2 separate regions of the Hordeum vulgare genome follow, and region 1 is linked to region 2. A link is a contact called in public Hi-C data. All regions are on one chromosome and are shown on one strand. The core of a region is the stretch at or near the end of the contact, and the rest is flanking DNA. Distances in the headings are between cores, read along the strand shown.

What was found. A called contact is a pair of places that touch in the nucleus more often than the background predicts.
Region 1: a Hi-C map of leaf shows a contact between it and region 2, with 2.8 times the contacts expected there. The contact joins two enhancer-like sites. A contact is called at or near these places in 3 of 6 Hi-C or Micro-C datasets (leaf and seedling).

The regions. Positions count from the first base shown.
Region 1 is chr1H:487,366,349-487,371,641 of MorexV3_pseudomolecules_assembly, forward strand. No RefSeq gene overlaps it. Among protein-coding and RNA genes, the nearest start is that of LOC123422133, 15 kb to the right of the region's middle. Within about 2 kb of position 2,378, at least 2 of the 3 cell types and tissues checked have open chromatin away from gene starts, as enhancers often do. A contact at or near this core is called in leaf, where this site is marked.
Region 2 is chr1H:487,223,684-487,228,861 of MorexV3_pseudomolecules_assembly, forward strand. No RefSeq gene overlaps it. Among protein-coding and RNA genes, the nearest start is that of LOC123417357, 45 kb to the right of the region's middle. Within about 2 kb of position 2,173, at least 3 of the 3 cell types and tissues checked have open chromatin away from gene starts, as enhancers often do. A contact at or near this core is called in leaf, where this site is marked.

The sequences.
Region 1 (5,293 bases), core at 1,128-3,627, 140 kb after region 2:
GCTAAGCCAAACTGGCTCGCCCGCTCGATGGAAGGAAAGACTCAAAACCACAGTTAAAAGAGCATCTACAACTGGATCTTTTATATTCGTCTCATACGTCCGGGCAGACCGCCCGGTCACTGTCCGGTCACGAAAAATCAATTCAGGCGGACTCCCTAAATGGGCGTGAAACGAGTGGGTTGACCGGCACCCTCATATCCAGCACAAATATGGTGTGGATATGGTGGAGCCTAGGCATGCCCAGGCAGGCCCGCCTGACTGCCTGGCCCACTACCGACCTCAACGCCATGTCAGCACGGCCCATCATGGACCCCACTAAATACCCGAATCAGGAAAACCCTAGACATTAGGAAATTCACTCTCCGTCCACTCTACTTCCCCTTCCCACTCTCTAATTCAATGGTCGGCGACGGAAGCAACACCGACGGATCGAACGTCGATGTGGAGGAGGTGGACCTCCGCATCACGTTGCGTCGGTCGCTGTAGGACCAAGGCGGCTCCGACGGCGATGGATCTGCATCCTTCGGGCCAGTCGCACGCCAACGGAGTGCCGACGGCGGTGTATCTGAATCCTCCAGGTCCTTCGCACGCTGATGAAGCGTCGGCGACGTTGTAGGCCCTCCCCGCGAAGCGCGCAGCTTCGGTCGCTCCCACTCCGGTCGGTCTGCTCCAGGTCTCGTACGCCGCCCAACTCCACCACCTTCTGCTCCAGAAGCGATGCCCGTCAACCGTTGGGTCCCTCGTGCCCACGTCGGGGACGGGGCGCACGAGGAGGCCGGAGTCCAAGGTCTGTGCAGCCCATCGCGAGCGGCAGCGGACGAGGGAGAGGGGAAGGCGCTGGCCGTGCGGTGTTCGACCTTGCATGCGTCGGTCGACCCCGAGGACGCGCTCCTCGCGGGTGTCCTTAGCCGCTCGCTTACGCGGAGTCGGATGCACGTCGCCTCCGCCGCAAGAGTGCGGACACGCTCCGACTGGCCATCCAGTTATCGGAGCGCGAGGCAGCGAAAGAGGCGGCGACGAAGGTGAAAGAGGCCCGCCACGTCTAGGAGCGGATCCGCCTACTACACAGGTTGTCCAGCATGTGTTGCAACTCCGACGAGGACGAGGACGACGACAGCGACGCCTCCACCTCCGACCCGATGACGACGACTCTCCCCCGCACGTCGATGTCTACACGGAGGATGGACGCAACTGCGTGAACGACCAGAAGGGGAAGGAGGCGGCGAGGAAATGGTGATTTTCTCCGTCCTTCCCCGTTTTGTTCATATTTTAATTGTGCTTAAGTAGTTTCTAGTATGAATTTGCCGATGAACTTCGATAAACTATGATCCTTTTATCCGGCAAAGCAATTTGATTCGATGAATGATGTTGATTTTTTGTTCTACGTAGCGTTTTTTTTAAGATCCAGCGATGGCTGGCTTGTATTAAAATAGCAGAAAGCACATGGTGAAGAAACACATAAAAAGGGGGGAGATCAATGGATCAAGGATGTAAGAAGAAGAAATATAAAAAAGGAGGTAACTAGGTATCTCTCATGGTGGCTCCCCAAAGGGGTGCTCCAATAAAACTGCGCCTGCCTCGCGCCACAACCTAAGTGTTTTGTTGATTTTTTCCTTTATGTCTTGAACTTGCGCCTTCTTGTTCCTGAAGGTGCATTCGTTTCGCTCCTTCTTGTTCTACGTAGTGTTGTATGTGTTTGTATGAATATAAAGATTCGGATATAAAAATACAGATGCGAAGGACAAAAAATAAAAAGCGCCAGACCAGTGTTCATGGACGCATCCGGACAAAAAATAAAGAGCTGTCCAGGAACCAAATACTATTGGCTTCCTTGGCGTAAGACGAGCGCTTGCCACACAACCAAACATTTGCACCTGCACTCAACTGAGCTGACGCTGCCGCGACACGTAGGCAGGAGCGCCAAACTGCTCACTGCTCACTAACGTCGCCGCCGCAAGGTGAAGCGCAAACCAACTACTATTAAATCATTCGAGTGAAGCAGCAGCTAGGTGTAATAATCCTCCTTCGTTCCAAAAATTTTGTTTTAAATTTGTCTAGATAAAAATATAACTAATCACATTTTAATATTTAGATACATTCATTTCTAGACAAACTTAAGACAATTCATTTGAAACGGATGGAATAATAAAGAAAGAAAGAGGTGTCCCGGTCGGTACTTAGGTCAGGTGCACCGTATATCGGACGTCACTTTTTCCCTGCGACAATACCGGACGTCACTTTCATTTCGTATCCAATACCAGTTCAAATGAGTGAATGAACACGAGGCCACGTAACGATGGCAAAGAGAAAGATAGGTAGATCTCGACACCGCCGTCAGATTCGCCGCAGCTTCCTCGGCGATCTTTTACAGTTTTGTTTGAAGGATCGATCCCGCCATCTACGCCCGTCGCGTCACGGTACCGGACGAATTCCGAGAGTCCCTGCTGTGCTGTCCCGGCCCGAATCTTTCTATTTATGTTTGGCGATCACACACGCAGGTCGCTGACCTCTGTTTTATTATCAGTGGTCAGCTAAAGCTAGGTTCGCTTTCGCGGCTCATTTCCTTCCTTTTTCTGCTGCTACGCCCCTCCTCACTTGCTGCTGCTCGATTCGGCGTCTCGGCGGGAGCTTCGATGCCGACGGCATCGGCTGGTGCACGGCGGGTGGGCGGTGATGGGCGCGCGTCACGTCCGTCCGTCCGGACGCACGCCATGCCGTTTCGCCCTTCAGACGCAACGCAACCGTGCGAGCTAAACTAGAAAAGTTGGTCACGATAGCAACACAACTGCCACGCCATTCTTTTTTCTTTTTCTGAAATTAGTGGCACGCCATTCTTAGAGCATCTATCATCATGAATAGCAAAAGATGACCCTGAAACGTGTAGGGACGGGTCCGAAGTTGTCCACGAAAAGTGACTCAAAAAAGGACAAAAGAACTGAAGTATTATTGTCGATGAACTCATAAGGACTTGATTCTTATTTAAGATAACCAAACTAGCAGGAATATTAGTTGTTATATTTTGCTACTCTTTTATTCCTTTTGTCGTGATATGACATAACATAAGGGTTTATCAATTATTTATAGACGTCTCTAAATAAGAATGTGTGGTTAGATGTAAACTTTAATATTTTGCGCATCTGTATCTATATATGTGTACATATTCATTATTTATAGGGACCTATTTTTCAACTTTGCCCTAGGGCCCCGCAACAAATAGAGCCGGCCCTGTGTATCCGAACATTTCATACTTGATTTTAAAATTTAACTAAAACATGCAAACTGAAAAAACTACGTACTACGTACAAACCTAACTACGACTCCTCGTCAGAGATTTCGACGATTTTCGTGTCCTCCGATGGGTACATGGCTCACAACCGCAGCTCCGCCCCTTCCGACATCTTCGGCTGCTCCAATGCGGCCTCCTTCATCGATATCTCCGTGTCGAGCTTGTCAAAGAAGGTGTCAGCCTCCGCCTGCCTACCGGATGAGCTTGTAGTTGGCCTTCAGGATGGCCTACTGCTCCGCCATCTTCTATGCTTGTGTGGCGGCGAACTCCGCCTCCGCGTCTGTCATGTTCACGTTTGGAGCAGGCTGGTCCGCCTCGTCCTCCATCGCCTCTGGCAGCTCCTTCTCCTCCCTCTCCTCCGCCTCCTTATATCCACTCCTTATCTGGCTTTGGCGAGTCCAGAGGCAGAACCACAGCGATGCGGGCGACGTGTCGAGCCTGGATCTCCGCCTCAGTCAGCATCCGACGCTCCGACGTGAGCATAGCGTACGTGATGATCCTACGATGGACCATACTGACGTTGAAGAGCGGAGGAGAACGGGGGAGAGGAGGCGGGCGGGCTCGGATGACGGCCGAGGGAGGAACGGGGTGGATGTGCTAGGGCTGGAGATGTTGACCGGCTTAAATAGCCGGCTATGGCCTTGGGCGGCGAGCCGAAGCGGCGCCACGTCGGACCATCAGGTTTCCGGGCGAGTCCGCGTGAAGCCCAATCGTCATACCAACGTGGCGGACGTGCCCGGACACGACCGAGCGTCATCATATCCGTCCTATATTTAAGCTGCATATAAAAGCAACTCCAATGAGGCGACCCATTTCCATAATTTTGCGGCCACACAGACAAAATGGATGGCCTAACGCACCGACCCATTGCCATAACGCGTCCGCTTCGTGTCTGCGCCGACCCATTTCCGTCCCAAACTTGGAACTGAAATGCGTCGGTCCGGACGCGCGCGCCCTCTCTGTGTCCGCCCCAACCACCACCGGTCAACATTATTAAAGACGGCTGCCCTTCTCGGGCCCACCCGTCAACGGACATGGTCGGCCTTTTTAAATTCGGCCGTGCGATGGGTCCGTCTCATCTGCTTCCAGAACCCACCAGTCCCCATCTCATCACCTCGTCGGCGACCAAACCCTACGTTGGTCGACCTCACCAGCCCGATGACGACGACGATGACGCCTAAGGCTACCTCGTAGTTTTATTTTTTATTTTTTAATTAATGTAATGCGTAAGCATGGACTCTCGCGAGCCTTCATGGCCGACTTATAATGTTTAATTATGTCTGTTTATTATTTTTCACAAAAACTTTATATATTTTTTCGCACGTCGGTAAAAAATGAATTGAGTCAGCGTTGGGCCATGCGTCGACGCAGATCTAAACGGACAAAAAACGAATGAAATGACCGTCCATTTGGATCAAACGGTTGAAGTTGCTTTAAGATCAGTTTGAAAGGATCGATATTTTATAACTGAATCATTAACTGGACGACATGTACGAAGTGTCCGGTTATCGATGGTCTTAAGGTTTCCTGATCGCAGAAGCCTCCACGTACCGAGTCCATGAAAGATGAAGCAGAGGCGAGCACGTGCGACGACGTTGGCCGCTACTACCCCCCCCCCCCCCCCCTCCCTATACCCTAGCTCTCTTCCCGGAAGGCTCCGGCCGGCACACCAACGCCCACGGGAGCGCGCGCGCGCGCACATACGATGACACATCATTTTTTTTTCTTCGTCGGAACCGCGCCGGCCCGGGTCGTCCACCCGACGTCGCGTACGGGCCCGGCCGTCGCCGTCGGCTGTCGTTCCCTTGCTGATATATACTACGCCGAAAATGCGGCGGTGGCGCTCTGCAGATAGATCGGGTGCAGTTAACGGCGCCGCTTTCAGTCAGTTCGCCGGGTCCGGCCGGCCGGCGGCATCCCTGTCGCTCGCGGACGCATCCATGGCCGGGCGTGTTGGTTTCTGGCTATCCACACAGCACCCTGGCAGCGACATACAATGGCCGTCTC
Region 2 (5,178 bases), core at 923-3,422:
TTGAAAGCTTTGATCTCCTATTGACGTGGTGGCGCAAGTGTGTCGTACCAACAGAGAAAAAACAACAACATAGAAAATGAAGAGAGGGAGAAAGTTTTGATTGGATTAGTAGGAGCAGTTGATGAAGTCATGTTTACATTCAAATGAGTGACCTTCAAAATATATTCAAATGCTTAATGTTTGTAGTTTTCTTTGGATAAGTTCTCTTATCAAAGAACCGGTGAAATATGGGACGAAGATATAGTTTAATGAAATAATTGGGTAGTGAAGTATACCTTGATGACAAACAATAAATGAATTTATGTTAAAAAATTAGACAGTAATTTTAATAGAGCAAGTAGAAACTGTATTTTTTAAAGGAGGAAATATATAAGAAGTTAAAGGATAGGAGGCCGTTTGCTCCACTAAGGCCCTGTTTGAAACCACCCAGATTATATAATTCAGTTTTTATAATCTATTATGTCTTCAAACAGGACAGCTTATGATGTAGATTATAAAAACTAGATGTATAGATTATTAAAAACTCATAATCTACTCTATACCAGCTAAAATCAAATTATGGATTGCTAATGACCCATTACCCTTGTAAAATTGGAATAATTACATTCCTACCACCGCCACCCTCCTATTTAAAAAAAACAGAGGGCAGACAGGTCATTATGCAATGTAAAACCTGGATTACAGTTTATATAATCTGATCTCCAAACATGTTCACCTAGATTATTTTTATAAACCAGATTATCTAATCTATATTCATAATCTGGATTATCATAATCTATTGTGGTTCTATATTCATAAACATGTTTGGAGGCCAGATTATATAAACTGTAATCGAGGTTTTACATTGCATAATGACCTGTCTGCCCTTTGTTTATTTAAAAAAGAGGAGGATGGCGGTGGTAAGAATGTAATTATCTCGAATTTTACAAGGGTAATGGGTCATTAGAAATCCATAATCTGATTTTAGCTAGGTAGAGTAGATTGTGAGTTTTTAATAATCTGTCCATCTAGTTTTTATAATCTACATCATAATCCATTATGTTTGAAGACATAATAGATTATAAAAATTAGATTATATAATCTGAATGGTTCCAACCATGGCCTAAATTGTAAGAGATGGGTCAAAGATGGAAAGTGCTCTTCTACACTCGAGCTCAAATGAGCTCGGGTGAACAGTTTGGAAACTTTGACAAATGTTCTAATAGTTTTCAAAATTTCAGTACCAAATCATTTTTTAAAGTCATGGCAAAAATAATACTCCCTCCGTCCCAAAATAAGTGTCGTAAAATTTGTACTAAGTTAGTATAAATTTTATATTAGATCAATGGCACTTATTTTGGGACCGAGGGAGTAATAATTAGTGCTCTAAAATGCTTTCGAAAGCAGCATTTTTAGAGTTTCGATTTTGGTTTTTTTTGCCATGACATTCAAAAATGTGATTTTATGATGAAACTTTGTGGGCACTTAGAACATTTGTTAAAGTTTGCCCAAAAAAAATTCAGATTTTTTAAAACATTTTTACAAAATTGTTCGAATTTACTATTCATCCAAGCTCATTTGAGCTCGGATGCAAAAACATCAAAGATGGACTTACTTCCTACAATTGGTACCGATATATCCACGGTCAGAGCAAGATAAAAAAGTTGATCAAAGTGACGGTAGTTGGCAATCGACGGTAATTTCTCTGTTAACTACTTACTCCCTCACCACCAACCAGGTAGGTTGAGTCAGAATTAAAAATTTCAATGAAATTTTCGAAATTTTGCATATTTTAGCGGGGTTCAAAATATTTTGAACCCCAAAATTTTGAGGCACATCCAAACCGATTTAAAAATTAATTTAAATAACATTTGAATTCGTTAAAATCAAGTCAACTTTGAAATCTCAAAATCCGAAATGATTTCCGAAAATCGCTATGAGATTTCGCATATTTCAGCGTGGTCCAAAATTATTTTGTTTCCGAAATTGAAGACCTTGGGTGGAGTAAAAAAATAAAAATTCGTTCGGTGCGGTAGGAACTCGCGATGGGCGTAAACAAGCTCACCTGTCGTGTGGACGTGCAGGCTGCAGACGAGATCGAGATCGACCCAACACCGCAGGCTCCAGGCTCCAGCGTGGGGGGAGCATACGTAGACAAGGTGACCTGTAGAGATGGCGCGGGCAGGCTGATCGATCTAGCACGAGCGCGCCAGGCCACCCAGTTCGACACCCCAGCCGGCCTTCGTGGCAGGTTCCGGTGAATCACTCGACCGAGAGATCGAGCGCGACGCCCCCAATGTCGACAGAGCCATTGATTTGTGCTGTGTGGATAGGCGGATATCCATACGGCGAAAGGGACGCCGGCCGGCCGGGCCCGACGGAACTGATCGAGAGCGCCGCCGTTAAATGAACCCGATCTATCTATCTGAAGACCCAGCAGCGCCACCACCGCTTTTCGACTGAAAAAGAACGAAACTGGTCCTTTTTTTTAAACTTGAACATAAAATGACCTCAATCTTAAAAAAATAATCAGAATCCGGTCCTTTTGCATCACCCCGGTGCTGCGGCGCCAGCCATGCTAGATAGCATGACGCTCGAGCCCGGAGCGCCATGCTACATGTCGGCATCATGGCGTCCCCTAGCCCTAGGCGTCATGTAAAAAGAGATCGATTTGTAAATATTTTTAAACTGGGGTCATTTTGTGTTGAAGTTTTAGAAAAAGATCAATTTTGTCCATTTTGATGCTTTTTGACGTCTCGGAAACGGAACAACGGACGATGGCGACCGCCGGCCCCCAACTCGACGTCGAGCGGATGCCCCGGACCCATTTCGACGAAACAGTTGTTGTGTCTTCGTGTGTGTGTCTCCGTGGGCGTAGGTGTACCGGCAGGTCGGAGGCTTTCAAGAACAGAGGGAGAGAGATAGAGCTAGGGACGTAGTGGCGGCCAACGTCGTCACACCTGCTTTCTTCAGTATCTTGGACTCGGTACGTGGAAGCTTTCGAGATGAGGAAATTACAAGAGTGGGCCGCGTGTGATTTGCATCAAGACATGTATAATGGTTGACAAAACAATCTTATCTTAAAGTTTGCATGTAATTTAGAGATGATGCCTATAATAGATTATCTCTTAGCATTATCAACAATAAGAAGTCGTTTCTAAAAACATGATGAGACATAGGATTAACCGAGACATATCATGTTAAGAGATAATCTCTTAAATAAGAAAGACAAGTCTTTTCTTATAATTTTTCTTTCTTTCATCTTAATATTTATCCTATCTGTCACTTCTAAGATAACATGATTGTATATATCCTTATCTTACTCTCTCTACTAGCGTACCACTTCTTATTGTGACCATGTTTAGCACAGTTGCGTTTGAAACTGAAGGAATGAAGGAACGGCAAGGTGTGCGGCTGGACGGACGCGTCCATCACCACGCACCAGCCGATGCCATGCTATCTACTCCCTTCGTTCTTTAATATAATTTTTTAAAACTTTTACTATGAATTACATAAAAAAATATATTTTAAAATATGTCTATGTACGTTCGTAATTTATATGTAATCCGTAGTTAAATTTTTAAAAAGACTTGTATTTAAAAATAGATGAGTAGCGACGAGGTCATAGCTAAGCCCACACACAAACATAAAAGGAACAGACCGCGAAAGCGAACCAATCAGCCCACTGATGATAAAACAGAGGTCAACTAGCTGCGTGCCTCTGTGTGTTCGCCAAGCATGGAAAGATTCTGGACGAGATGACAGCGACTCCCGCAATTCGTTCACTTCCGTGACAATGGTGACCGGCATCGATGGCGATCTTGCAAGTACCAGGACTGTGATACAGGATCGCCGAGGAAGCTGCGGGGAATCCGACGGCTTCCACATCACTCAATCTTCTTCTCGCCAGAGTTACGTGCCCTCCTGCAGTAATTTCATTCAGTTGTTTGCATCATTTGAAGGGAAATGATGACGACGTCCAGTATACGGTGCACCCAAGTACCGACCGGGACACCTGTTTCTTTGTTATTACACCTGACATGGTTATGGAAAAAGACATCGTTTTGGAGGATGTTCAGGATGGTGGCAAGCTGGAGCGAATAGCTAATGGCTATCCTAGATAGTTTGATTGGATCTGCCTCGCCTTCTTCCTCTTCCTCCTGAGTCCTACATGTTCGAGTCCGGCGGATGCTGCCCAATTCTCCTTCGCGGAGTCTGGAAGTAGGCTTGCTGCAATACGAGCGACACGACGAACCTGGATCTCTGCTAAGAGCTTCAACCGACGCTCAAGGGTGAGCATGGCATAAATCATCATCCGCTCGCGGGCCATGGTTTCGACTGATGGCGAGCAACGAGCGGATTGAACAATGGCGGCGGAGGGGAGGGGGAAGGGTGAAAGTGGGAATGACTAGGGTAAGGTGTCACCGCCCACTTATATTGCCGGATTTGGTTCCTCGGACGGCACGACGGTGCGGCGTTTTTACCAGACCCTTGGTTCGATGGGTATTTGTGTGTGTCCGACATGTAAGTCCGACGTGAACAAGGCGTCCGAATGCAACCGAGCATTCTCATATCCAGCCAGGTATCGGTGAGGTCGAACGTATAGAATAAGGTTGGAGGAGTCCGGCTAGGTCACGTCTTATACTTGGCCACCGACTGGAGCGTCCGCCAGATATACAGGGGACATTTGAGGGGCATGTGCTCTTCGCAAGAAAAGACCTCTTAAATTTAAATTGTAAAATTAAATATCCGTTTATTTTTTCTCTCTTATCTTTTTTTCCTCTCACCTGTGTTCATGCTCAGCTAAATTCGCTTCTATAAAACCGACAAAAAAATGCTCGGAGCAACCAAATACAAAGACGCGGCATTTAGGACGGCTCATACGAAGCGCCCGACGCAGAATCCATCCAGGAACTCGCTAGCTAGCTTCTCCGTCGCGGAATTCATCCAGAAGCTAGCTAGATAGCTAGCTCCGATCGCAGAATCCATCGAGGAGCTTCTCCCGTCGCCGTTGCCGAATCTGGCCAATACGTGCAGGGCGGCGGCTAGGACGGGCGGGGCGGCGGCAATGGGCAGGACGGGCGGGCGACAGTCGAGGACGGGCGGACGACTGTCGGGGATGGACGAGTGACAGTCGGGGATGGATGGGGCGGCGGCCGGGAGCAAGTCATGAAGATTCCGATGACAGTTGGACTCCCA